Regions from separate parts of the Mus musculus genome. Here region 1 is linked to region 2. A link is a contact called in public Hi-C data. All regions are on one chromosome and are shown on one strand. Each heading gives the region's core, a stretch centred on a gene start, on an enhancer-like site or on the middle of the called end of the contact. The rest is flanking DNA. Distances are from core to core; before and after follow the strand shown. Region 1 overlaps Gm36574 (a long non-coding RNA gene). Region 2 overlaps Hivep3 (human immunodeficiency virus type I enhancer binding protein 3).

The links. A called contact is a pair of places that touch in the nucleus more often than the background predicts.
Region 1: a contact with region 2 is called in a Hi-C map of cerebral cortex, with 2.8 times the contacts expected there. The contact joins two enhancer-like sites.

Annotation. Positions count from the first base shown.
Region 1 is chr4:120,364,591-120,370,579 of GRCm38.p6, forward strand. The region is part of intron 3 of Gm36574 (a long non-coding RNA gene); the gene reads right to left. Among named protein-coding and RNA genes, the nearest start is that of Gm36574, 30 kb to the right of the region's middle. Within about 2 kb of position 4,286, at least 72 of the 459 cell types and tissues checked have an H3K27ac peak or open chromatin away from gene starts, as enhancers often do. A contact at or near this core is called in cerebral cortex, where this site is marked.
Region 2 is chr4:120,042,259-120,048,402 of GRCm38.p6, forward strand. The region is part of intron 2 of Hivep3 (human immunodeficiency virus type I enhancer binding protein 3); the gene reads left to right. Among named protein-coding and RNA genes, the nearest start is that of Gm38632, 12 kb to the left of the region's middle. Within about 2 kb of position 2,958, at least 35 of the 459 cell types and tissues checked have an H3K27ac peak or open chromatin away from gene starts, as enhancers often do. A contact at or near this core is called in cerebral cortex, where this site is marked.

The DNA of each region.
Region 1 (5,989 bases), core at 3,036-5,535, 320 kb after region 2:
CCCATCTGGGGTTCATGCTCAGGTCTAGTCCTTCCTGTAAGAACAAGACAAGTCCCCAGACCCTACAAGCAGCAGAATGGGTACATATATGTTAGGGAGTCTCAGAGGACTTGTGAGCATAAAAGGAGACTGGGGGTTCTTCAGGGTGGAGGTGGGGAGTCTAGAGGTCAGGACACCTAGTGGGGCTCAAAAGCCTGAGGAAGGGTTTTCTTCCCACTCCTTCCATGGCTCAGAGGAGCCTGGGCTCAGGCTGGGAAGCAGGGCTGCTATGTTGCCATGGAAACAGAGGGTTCCTCTCTCCCTCACAGCAGGAATCACGGTGATTGGGGGGTGGGGGGTGGAGGAGGACGTTTCCCTGGCAGCACCAAGGGTTGGGGGTAGGAGGGGCTGGTCACTCCTCTCCCTCCCCTGTCCCTCTCCTTCTCTTTCAACCCCACAGGTGAGATCAGCAGGTTTGTGGTGGTGCTGCTGGTATGGACTGGGGAAGTAGGGAGGCAAAAATCGGTGGAGGTAGGATGGGGAGTCAGGAGAGTCAGAACTGCGGAAGGTCCCTTCTCATAGATATTCCATGCATCAGGGGCATGTATGTACTCCAGGTGCTACCCAGACACTATTAGAAGACAGGTCTCCTTCACTGTCACTTAGAGTCACAGTCAGCCTCACACACAAGCCCAGACAAGACACATGTGCTTATGAACTTCACACACACACACACACACACTTACACACACATGCATGCACTTTCATGTGTGCATGCACATGCATGCATATACCATATACTCACATGCACTCATGCACTGGGATGTTGAAACGCTGGCAGTTTTCATACTCATTCATACACTGACACACCCACCCCCAGCCACCTCCACACACACACCCGCATGCACCTGCTACCTGATGCACACATGTGATTCCACAGTCACGTTCACATGCAAACAGGCACAAGCACACTCCCTGTGTCTTTGTGAATGACTGTCAGTCTCTGAAAGCACTCTTTCTCCCTCCTCCTATCTCCTCCTACTCCCTCACTCTCGTCTCTCCCCTCAGTCCTCAGCCTGTCCTTGTCTGGAGTCCTGCCCTCTGGGCTGAGCCCTAGAAGGAGAGGCTGTCATTTCCAAGAGGGCAGATTATCGGGCACAGACAGCATTCGGCCTTGAGGAAGGGCTAAGGTTGGAGATTTTAATGCACCCCCTCTTCCAGATGATTTACTGTCAGATCCTATGCTGGATTTAACAGCAACAAAACTTACCCCCTCTTCAAACAAAACCCTCCTACATGCTTGCCACAGTGAATATCCAAACAACTCTGTCTAATCCTAAGCAGCAACTGAATAGCTGTTTTCCTGAGAGTTTGAGCACTAACTAGGTATTATGCTGAGTAGCTGTTTACTGAGGGTTTGAGCACTTACTAGGTGCTATGCTGGGTAGCTGTTTACCGAGGGTTTGAGCACTAGGTACTGTGCTGAGTAGCTGTTTACTGAGGGTTTGAACACTGGGTGCTGTACTGGGTCCTCCATCCCACCCATTTCCTCTGTCAACCTCCCACCAGGAAGATCAGATCTGTTCCACAGAAAAGGAAATCAGACCTTGTACAGTGCTTATGACCTCCAAGTGACAAAGCTGGGTCTCAAAGTGAGGTCTAACAATTTTCACAGTCAATGCTGCACCCAGAGACATCCTCTGTATTAGCAGGTGCTGGAAAAGACACCTGCCAATCAAAGCTAGCTACTGGCCATTATTCCCCCTAAAAATCCTTGGGTCATTCTCTGCCTTCCACCTGAGGACCTTTGCAAATTGTCTTTGGGTCTCTAGCACTTCTGTTTCCAAATTACCTACCCGCTCATCCTTCCAAGTCCCCTGCTACAAATTAAGTCTGTTAAAGGAATTATTCTGGTTCTGTCTGTCTCTTGCTCACTTCAGCCAGGCCTAGGTATCAAGTGTTTGCTACAAACACAATGGCTCATCAAGGTGTTATGTTAGGCATACTTAGAAAAGAGGAATTCCTTTCTTAGATATCATTGGTTTCCTCTCTCCACTTTATGCTAAAAGTAGATCCTTCTACATTTTGGAAGGTAAAATATTCTCTTTTGAGACAATATTTCATGTAGCCCAGGCTGGCTTCAAACTTGCTACACAGCCAAAGATGACCTTGAGCTTTTGATTCTTCAACTCCCAGCTCCAAAGTGCTAGGATTATAGATATGCATCACCAGGCCTAGCTGGGGATTGAACCCAAGTCTTATCGAATGATAAGCAAGCACGCCACCAATTGAGCTACATACCCAGTCCACAAAATGTTCTTTTTAGTAAACTTGAGAAAAAAAATCTCAAATTACTGATTCTCTGGTTTCACTGCATGTCACTCCCCATTTCTCAGTAAGAAGGTCTGGGAACCTCTGGTTACTGATGCAGCTCACCCATGGCTCTCCACCTGTGCATCGTCACCCCCACAGAGGTCACTATCAGATAGTCTACATATCAGATATCTGCACCACTAGTCACAACACTAGCAAAATTACAGTTATGACGTAACAACTACATAATTTTATGGTTGTGGGTCACCACAACATGAACTGAATTAAAGAGTTGCAATGGAAGGAAGGTTGGGAACCACTGACCTAATCTTTAACCCCTCACTGCTACAAGATGAAGAAATGAATGCAAGACAAACCTAACTTGTCAAAGAAGTAGCTTTCTCTATGGACTGCCTAGACTTTGGGATCAAAGATTTGCTTCAAAGCCAACCAAGGTACTATGTGATCACACGTAAGCAAGTCCCTGGGTTTGTGTGAGCCTCAGTTTCCCCACTTGACTGTTACCTAATCTGAGAATGGAATCAGACATAAATTTGATTATAATTTAGAATCTGTGAAGAGTGAGTTGCCACAATCAGTTAGCTATCTTGGCCCACGCCCTGTTATGCCTCCCTGGCTCTTGTGTTCTACAGGGACAAGAGTGGTCTATGGAACACTCACAGTTGCACAATGTGGTCCTCTGAGACTCATCTTCAGAGAGCACAGAAGTTCATCTGTGGTTGACAGCAAGCTATGAGTTACTCTACAGAGAGGACAGTAGAGTAGCTAGCACATGGCTGACTGAAGAGAAGCGGCTACTCTTTCCTTTCCCCTCACATCTTTTTCCTCTAGCACTGTTCTCTGAATTTCTTCAGTGGCAACTGTTTCCTTCCTTAGGGTTTGATTTTGGAAGAATCCCAAGGTCAGAGGGTCAGAGGGTTAGCAATGGAACCAAAGAGGGACACCTGCAGGGACACAGAGGGGAGGGCTTCTTTCCTGTTGGCCCATGCAAGCCTTACATGGCTTCCTCTGCAGAGGTAGGTTTGCATCTCCCTAAATAGGTGGTCATTGTGGAAGTTCAGAGAGGAGGACTCTGGCTTCTGCGGCAGCCTGTCATCTGTGCCAAGCCAGATGTCATAAACAGGATGACACAGCACCTATTCCACACCCCCATCCCTCTTAAGTGAGTGAAGCAGAGCCCTGCCTGCCTTCTGCTGCTTGCTGATGGACATAGGGGAGTTTCAAGGACAACTCAGAAGGTTCAAACTAGACAGTGACCTTGGCAGTATCTAGCCCAACTCCCTCCTTCCGCACTCTCCCTTATCTATAAGGAGAAGAAAGCCAGAGGGAGCAAGCACCACCCAAAGTCTCCTGACCCTCACCCCGTGTCCTAAAACTGCCCTGAGACACAGCTCTGCCTAAGAGGAGCTAACAACTCCTCTCCTAGGATTTCCTGAGAATAGCTACAGCTGTGAAGGAAAGAGAGTAAGCCTAAGAAGAGATGTAGGGTGGAGGGAAGGCTGCCAGCTAAGAGAAATGGACAAATCAAGGGATGCTACCCCACACTTTGAGCTCAAGGCCCTCCCTGCTATGGAGCCCTTCCTCAGCAGAGGCCAGCTAGACAGCCACTGTGTCTTTGGCTCCCCAGGTGACCAGGCAAGCACATCTGTCTTCAGCATCTTCATCTATGAGCGAGAATAAGTACTGTCTCATATCTATCCCAAGACATTCACCTTGCCTGTAAGGGCTATAGCCCACAGCAGAACCTGATAGCCATAGTGACAGAGGTGCTCTGTGCCACCAACTCCCTCAGGGCCCAGGGCAGGTGCAGAAAGGGTCTCTAGCTTAGGGTTTTTGCCTCAGTCTCCCATTAGATCCACTCTCTGGATCATCTTTGCCCCTCCATTTCCCCCAAATCTTCTAGCCTCCTTTAGCAGTTGCTCATGGGAGACTGAGCCTAGGAAGGTGCGCCACCTAGGGGCCCTTGGCTTCCACTGTAGCATGAAGGTACAAGGAAGGAAGTAGCAGGCAGGGTTGGCTCCATCTGACTTCTGGGCAGTTAAGAAAATTCAAAACGGGGAAAGTGGAAAATCAGACAGCAACAACACGACATAATCCAGACCAGATCTCAGGCCTTCTGATCTAGCAAGCTCTTCTTTTTGTCTCCGTGTTCCAAGGACATCTGGGTAGAGGGACATTCACCCATTAAAGTAAGAGTAAACGATACTCTTTGGTGGCACAGAAGTCCTTTTAAATCACTGGGAAATGTTCTCTGCTTGTTTCCATGAAGATTTGGAGTGGACTGGAGTAAGCTGTGGGTGGGAAAGGCCTGATGGAAACCGCAGGGGACAAACCAGGGCCTGGCTTCATCAAGGACTTGGCTGTGTGACTCCAGTTGCTGACCAGGAGAAAGTTCCAGAAAAGTAGCAAAGTGGGATCAACTTCCTTCTGTGTTCTGAATAAAATTTGAAAGCAAGCATGTGACTCACTTTCAAGCAACCACTGGGGCCATCTGCCCCTCCCCCACCAGTCTAGGACAAGAGCCAAAGTTCTTGCCTCCCTCCCTCCCCTTCCCTCCTCTCCCCTCCCTGACCTTTATCTTTCCCACCCCCATCCTCCCTTCCCACCCACTGTCCCTCATCTATACCCCCAACTGCTACCGGCCACCTCACCACTCTTCTGGACCCTAGGGGTAGTTTTTGCTTTGGCCTCTGCCTGCAGTACCTTCTGTGCAACCCTCCCTCCGATTGCCTTCAGGGTTTTAATTAAATGTCACCTTCTGGAGAGAGGTCTTCCCTACCTGAAGCTCAGCACCTGCCCGGCTTTCTCAGCCTTAGCATTGTTCTGAATGTACTTTTGTCTCCGTCCTGCCTGCATTCAGTCTGCCCGTTGCTGAGTTCTGAGCACAGAGTAACTCTCATTAAGTGTGTGGATGACTATTCAAGTAGTCATTCTAAAAAGAAAGTAAAAACAGAACGCTGACCTACCCCACAGACTGCCCTTGGAAACTCAGAAAACAGTTAACATGCAAATGCTTCATTTGAGAAACCCCTGCCTTTGAGCATTCACTGGTCCCTTGGGCACTAGGAGACAAGGGAAGGCATGGCAGTGCCCCTCACCCCTGTAGATAATGAAGTGGAAGCATCGCCCGCAGGCTCAAGGGCTGGAGGGGGGCCCACAGCTGGTCCGGGTATTGCTAAGAGCCCAGTCTGTAGGCTCAGCCGCTGCAGAGCCATCTCCTTCCCACGCTGCAGCTTCTGTGGAGTGGGGGACCTGGAAGCACTTACGCCAAAGCACTCTGCTGAAGTATTGTTCTTCGCATAAGCACAGCACTTAAGTGGCCACCCAGTCGGCTTTCAGAGGGCCATCTCAGGGGACAGACAGAGCCTTTCCTAACATGCGTGAAAGCTTATTAGGCACCAACTCTATGGCAGGCTAAGAGACCAGTCCGGGGCTGAGGAGACCAGCTGCTCAAAGCACCAGGGCTGGCTTCCCAGAGCAGAATCTGTCCTCCTGGGGGAGCTGAGGGCAGTGGGTGGACTTGGAGAGAAGTGGGGAGGTGTGGGCAGGGCAGCACTTGGGCCAGGTATAGAGAGTCTAGGACTGAATCCCAGCTTCTCAGGCAAGTGAACTCTATCTCCACTGGCCAATTTTGAGGGGCTAATTTTACCCTTCTCACGCACTGTCCTCTATGGAC
Region 2 (6,144 bases), core at 1,708-4,207:
ATAGCATTTCTCATGGTAGGTTTGTAGAGCATGTGTCTTAGGATGTATAAATGTGCATAGGGAATAAAAAAAAAAACCATAGCTGAATACTTTGGGTAAAATGTAAAGGTCCTTATACCATAGGACTCCTAGGTGTGCCTATGTTGTAGGAAGTGTGCTGAAAATCCATCAAAGGGTGTGTGTACGTGTTGTGAGTGTGAGACTGTGTTCAGGAGTGTATCGTGCGCAGCTTTCCAAGATTGACTGATCAGAGAAGGTATATGTGTGTGCATGTGCACATCCATGTACGCAAGCATATAAGAAGGTGGGCTGGAGATCTGCAGAGATGCATTCTGGGAAATGCTGAAGTCATCTAAGGTCAAAGCTAAAAGTGTCATGTGAACACACAGTAACTTTAAAACTTGTTTCTGCCTGTTCGCTCAGCTTGCCAGCTTCTCACATTTTCTGATTCTGTTAACTTAATTCCTTTTTTCTTAGAAGAAAAGTGGCAAATGGCATGCAAACACTCCCTCCCCCTCCGTGTTGCTGTGCCCCTGGGAAGCGTGAGGACTGAGGACTGTACGGTGCACACCCATTGCAGCAACCATGGCCTGGTTCATAGAACAACTTCGTGTCTGCTCTGTGATCCAGAAACCCACGTGTGATGTTGTTGTTTCAGGAGCTAAGTAAACAAATAAATACATCACCTCACTAAAAAAAAATGTCAGTCCAGACCCGAGGCAGCTTTGTGAGCATGGCTTGCTCATGCTTTCTCCTGGTACTCAGACACACAGGAGTATGTGTGTCAGTTACACTTAAGGGCCAGGGCTCCACCACCCAGTGTGCACCGTGAGCCAGGTGAGAACGCCTGTGATTTGACGATGTGATATCTCACCGGGCATGGCTTCACCCCATGTGCTGGTCCTAATCTTGCCCAGGCCATCTGGCTCTCACTCCCGTGGATAAACTCTGCCACCTCCTGCCTCCTCCGACATATCAATGTCCCAGAAGGGGCAGGGTCCCTGTGCAGTTCAAGCTCAGCCTCCTTACCCGGCTTATATGATGTACATTCTTTTAAAGATGGTGCACAATAGAGGAAGCGATCAATAACAGAAAGGGGGATTTTCGGGGGGACTTTCTTTATGGGTTAGATTACAGGGGCCATGGGAAGACGTGAGAACCGACTCATTTGCAAATGGAAGGATGGGTTCAACTTGTCCCTCAGACTCTGCCCTGCCCTACTTCTGACCATTTTTAGCCTTGATCAAGTGACCTGAGTCTCTGAACCTCTGTTTTCTTGGCCATAAACAAGGACTATGCAACCACTTGACAGGACCCCAGTTCCATGCTATGACCTTGGTGGAGAGCCTAGAACAGTGCCTAGTACAGAGGAAGCAGCAAGCTCACCGTTATCACACATGCAAAGAATTCCAATAACAGAGTAAAATAACAGCCACGTGCAAAAATAAGCAGATAGCTCCCAAGGTGAAAATGGCCCCTAAACACATGATACTTGAACTAAGTCCAAGGGACTGGGAGTTTAAGTGGGATTATTTTGCCTAAAAATGGCCAAAAAAAGAAAAAAGGAAAAGGAAAAAAATGTATAGTGATGCATAGAAATCAAATGCTTGCAAAGACCTAGGGAACTCGGAAGGCTCAATTGTCGTGAATGAAGGCTTTCAGAGGACATACTTGCTTAATCAGGCCAATCCCAGATCCAGAGAGACCTGTGTGTAAGGGCCTTTCCTGTAGCATGTTGTGTGTCAGAGGACTGACAAGGCTCTTCGTGCCTGGCTGAGGCTATGCTCAAATAGTAGTGTGGGATGTCTTGCATCCATTATAAAGAAAGATGTGTCCCTTTGGGGCCAGCCAGGAAGGAGAGTCAGGGTATACTCCTCACCAGAAGAAGGCTTCCATGCAATGTGTTCTGTACAATCCTGTGCTAACCCAGAACATGTTCAGGTTAGTGCAGACTAAGTGTGGCCCTGCACATGAAGAGTGGTTTCTGTGCTCATGGAAGCTGCCTCAGAGAGGAGTCGAATTTGAGAGGGTGGAAGAGACACTGTCAACCTCATAATACCACTCTCTTTGTGTGTGTGTGTGTGTGTGTGTGTGTGTGTGTGTGTTCATACATTTATTTAATTTAATTTATTTATTTTGGTTCTTATTTATTTATATATTATTTGTTTATTTATTTATGGTTCTTTTGTGGTAGGGCTTCACTTTATACAATCTGTAGCCTAGGCTGGCCTCAAATCATGATAGTACTCCTGCCTCTGCCTCCCAAATTCTGCGATTATTTGAGTGAGCCACTATGCCTGACTTGAATATGTATTTGTTTTGTTTTGCAACAGAACTTCATGCAGGTCCAGCTGCCTTCTGTATTTCTATGTAGCCTAGGATAGCCCTGAAGGCCTAGTCCTTCTGGCTTCACTTCCCAAGTGCTGGGATCAGAGGCATTAGTTCCCGTGCTCAGGAACATGAGCATTTTAAGTAAAGACAGTTAAAAAGAAAGACAGAAAGAAGAAAAGGAAGTAAACCTCTGATGTATAGGATTAGTGTGGTGCTGAGTCATGGTGGGCATCACACCTGGTGCCTAGCACCTTGTGAGTGCCCCATGAACATCTCCCCCGTCTTCTTTTTTCCTCCATGGAGGTTGGTCCTTCCTCCACCCCTGAATTTCCACTTAGTGTTTTCCCAAACTTAGTAAGTATTCAGTGGCGATTACAACAGTGTCAGCCACTCTCCTGCGGTGTCACCCACGTAGAGCCACTTGTTCAGAGAACCCATCTGCCTCTCACCTAGACAGCCTCAAGGCTCCTTTCTTCATTGTGAAGAGAAGGCTGTCATCTAGCCACCCCTTCCACGCCTCCTGTCTCTCCCACCTTGCAGTATGGGCCCTCTGTCACCCCACATGCCCAGGGTGAACCTCAGTCGTGTGGATCATGTCTGGCTCGTTTCTCTTCTGTTTCTGTTCACAGCCAGGCTTTCCAACCCCCGGGGATGTGGGCTTTCCTGGTCCCCTTCCCCCACCAGCTTCCACCTGGCCCTGATGAATTCCATCATGCCTGCTTAAAATCATCCGACTTCCAATTTGCTAATTTAATTCTAGTCTTACAGAATTTTGGCAACCCTGCCAAGCCGGGTGCCAGATGCAGATTTAATGAGCATATTTTCAGTTCTTTCTTTCCTGTCTCCATGAAGATGCTGAAGGGAATGGGCTCTGGACTTGCTCCCAGGATCCTGCTTCCCTGGAACACCCTTGCTTGCCTTTGACCCAGCACCTCAGGGTAAGGCCCTCCTGCCAGAGCTCTCCCTAGCTGCCCGGAGAGGTCCTGGAGAAGAAGCCATCATTGTATCCTGCTACTCATCCTAGACACCCCAACCCACTTCCCAGCATTTGGGCCTCACAGGAAATGTATTTGGAGAAAATTGCTTATTTCCTCCAGCCCATGTCTTCCTGTAGCCATGTGCAGCTCAGCAGATGTTTGCAGATGGAGGTTTTAGCAAACACACACTGAGCGCTTTCTAGCATGGACCATCCACAGCCTACAACAGGATTATGGCATGGGGGACTGTGACCCACACTGGCAGGCTCAGACCATTCACACTGGTCACCTCATTTGAACCCATACCCTCTCCTTACGGGAAACATCTTCACCCCCCCCCCAGGGGAAAGACTCAGAGAAGTCGGGTGGGCGGTTCGAGGCCATAGAGTGGTGAGCAGCAGAAGTGGGACTCTGCTTGAGGCTTTTGATGTTAAATATAGAGCTCTTTCCATTGACCAGGAACAGTGACTCAGGGCCTGGCACTGCTGCCTGTGATCCCAATGTAGTCACTGCTCATGACCGGTCAGAGCAGGCTCATATATACAGATGCACCTGCTGCCCCACACAGATGTCCTAACAGTGCAGACAAGGTCATGGAGCCTGAGTTTTGGGAGCTGTAGACACCGAGTATACAGTGCTTAAGGGATCTAACGGGAGGCACAGCAACCTGGATTCTAAGCTGCAGCAAGAAAGGCCAAAGGGGGCCTCACATGGAGCTTCCCTGGAAGAGAAACAGGTTGGGGTGCCCCAAGGAAAGCCTTGCCTTAGGGCAGCTTTATTCCCTTTCTGAGCCTTGGCTTTGCTTGGGCGTGAGTTGAGGTTGGCTATCTCATGATGTTTTAGATAGTGGAACCTCCTCTCAGACCCTTAACTATTTTTTTTTAACCCAAATAAAATCATATACTGAATTCCCATCATATAACAGAGGGGCAAAATTGAAGGTATCTTGAGTCACATGTGGCTTTGCAGGGAGCAAGTTGGAAATTTTTCATTGGCATCTGTCATTGTTGCCAATGTGTCTCCTCCCCTCCCCCACCACACACACCCTCCTCCCTGGGTTAGATTTGTAGCTGCAGCCTCAGGGCTTTGCAGCCTGGAGAAGGCAGTGTGACCCGACCATTTCTCCTCTCCGGTCTCCATTTCTCACTCCCAGTCCTCCCAGGTAAAGACTAGATAAGCCGATGCAGAGTTCCTTAGCACTTGCCCAGCTCAGTACCCAGACGTTCATGTCCTCGACTGAACTAGATGTGAGGTCAGAATCAACGGTGGTGGGGTGCTCCTGAGACCACCTAGAACAGCGCTGCCTGCGTGCTCAGCCTTACTACAGGGGACTCTGGTTCTCAGGAGCACTCAGGAAGAGCCTGGGAGGAGGAACATTTTGCTGAGCGTTACCAACAAGCTTCTCAAGACTGGAAGAAAAAGAGGGTGGGCACAGGGTAGAGGTAGAGCTGGCGGCCCACGGGGAGAACAGTCCCCTGGCTGTGGCTCTTCATGAGTGCCAGAGGCTGGCCCAGGTCCATCCCCAGACCTTAGAATTGGGTACAAGATCAGAACTGTATCCCAGTAGCTGGCAGCAAGAAGGTAGAGAAGAAACAGTTGGAAGCTGGTAGAGGTGCAGCTAGGGAGGAGGCTCCGCCCTGCAGCCTGATCCTCGGGTACCAATCACTGCCCTTGCATCGTCTCCCTGGAGCCAGGCTGCAGAGGACTGTTTCCCAAGTCTGGGAGAGGGCCTCCGGTGGGGCCTTCCCCCATGGGGTGGAGGGAGGAGTGAGTAGGGAGGAAGGGATGGGCAGGGGATGCTTTTCATCTCATTGGAGTTATTTCTGGCTCTGCTCAGGCTACTGCAGTCTCTGTGGAAACTGTCTGTGCCCAGCTCAGTGTGGAAACACAGGGAGGTTTAAAAGGATGATGTATGCTGAGAAGATAACAGGGAAGCCATGGCTGCTGCTGCTGCACACTGTGTGTGTGTGTGTACGTGTGTGTAAGCATTTCTGTTCTGGACCTCTGAACACACACACACACACACACACACACCTGTTGTCTCCTTTCCACTACCTACCCACTCTCCTGGGATACCTTCCTCTTGAACTTTCTCATGCTGTCTGGGAGTGAAAGCTGACCCCTCTGTGAAAAGATGTCCACATCACACCCCACAGACTCCTAAGCTGGTTCTGCCGAAGGGGAGTATAGCTGGAAATCAGCTGTGAAATACTGATTATCCAGGATTACCTGTGTGAACCTGGTATAATCACATGGGTCCTTTAAATATATGTATAAATTAATATTTTAATTATACAAATGTATAGGTTATCATGGGACCAATACCTATAGGTAGCATCTGAAGAATGCAGAGTATGAAAGACTCAACTGGCCACTGGTGGCTTTAAGGGGGGGGGTTGTTAGTCAAGATAAGAGGGGATTTTCTACTAGATGTAAGAGGTGAAGGAATGCATTCTCCCCTGGAAGTTCTAAAATGGGCCTGTTGCCACCTAGATTTTAGATACGGTGAGTTGCATTTTAGAATCCCACCCTCCAGAAGCCTTGGGTAATACGTTAGCATATATCAATCCATTAAGATGTCTTATCCCAGCAGCCTCTACAACTCAAGTGACAAGGAGCTGAGCCTGTGATGGGGAGAGGGCCTCCCTGTGTCCGGGAAAAAGTTGTGCATGTGTTTGTTCACTTTTGGGGGGGGGGTCTGAATTTGCCCAGGATCTCACTGCTAGGCACAAGTCCTCTTGGTGAGCATGCAGTGCTCTAGAGCCCTGGGCAAGTACTCTGCAAGCACACAGTGCAGATACATCCTCATGGCCAGCTCTCCAGGTCCTGCCCCTGT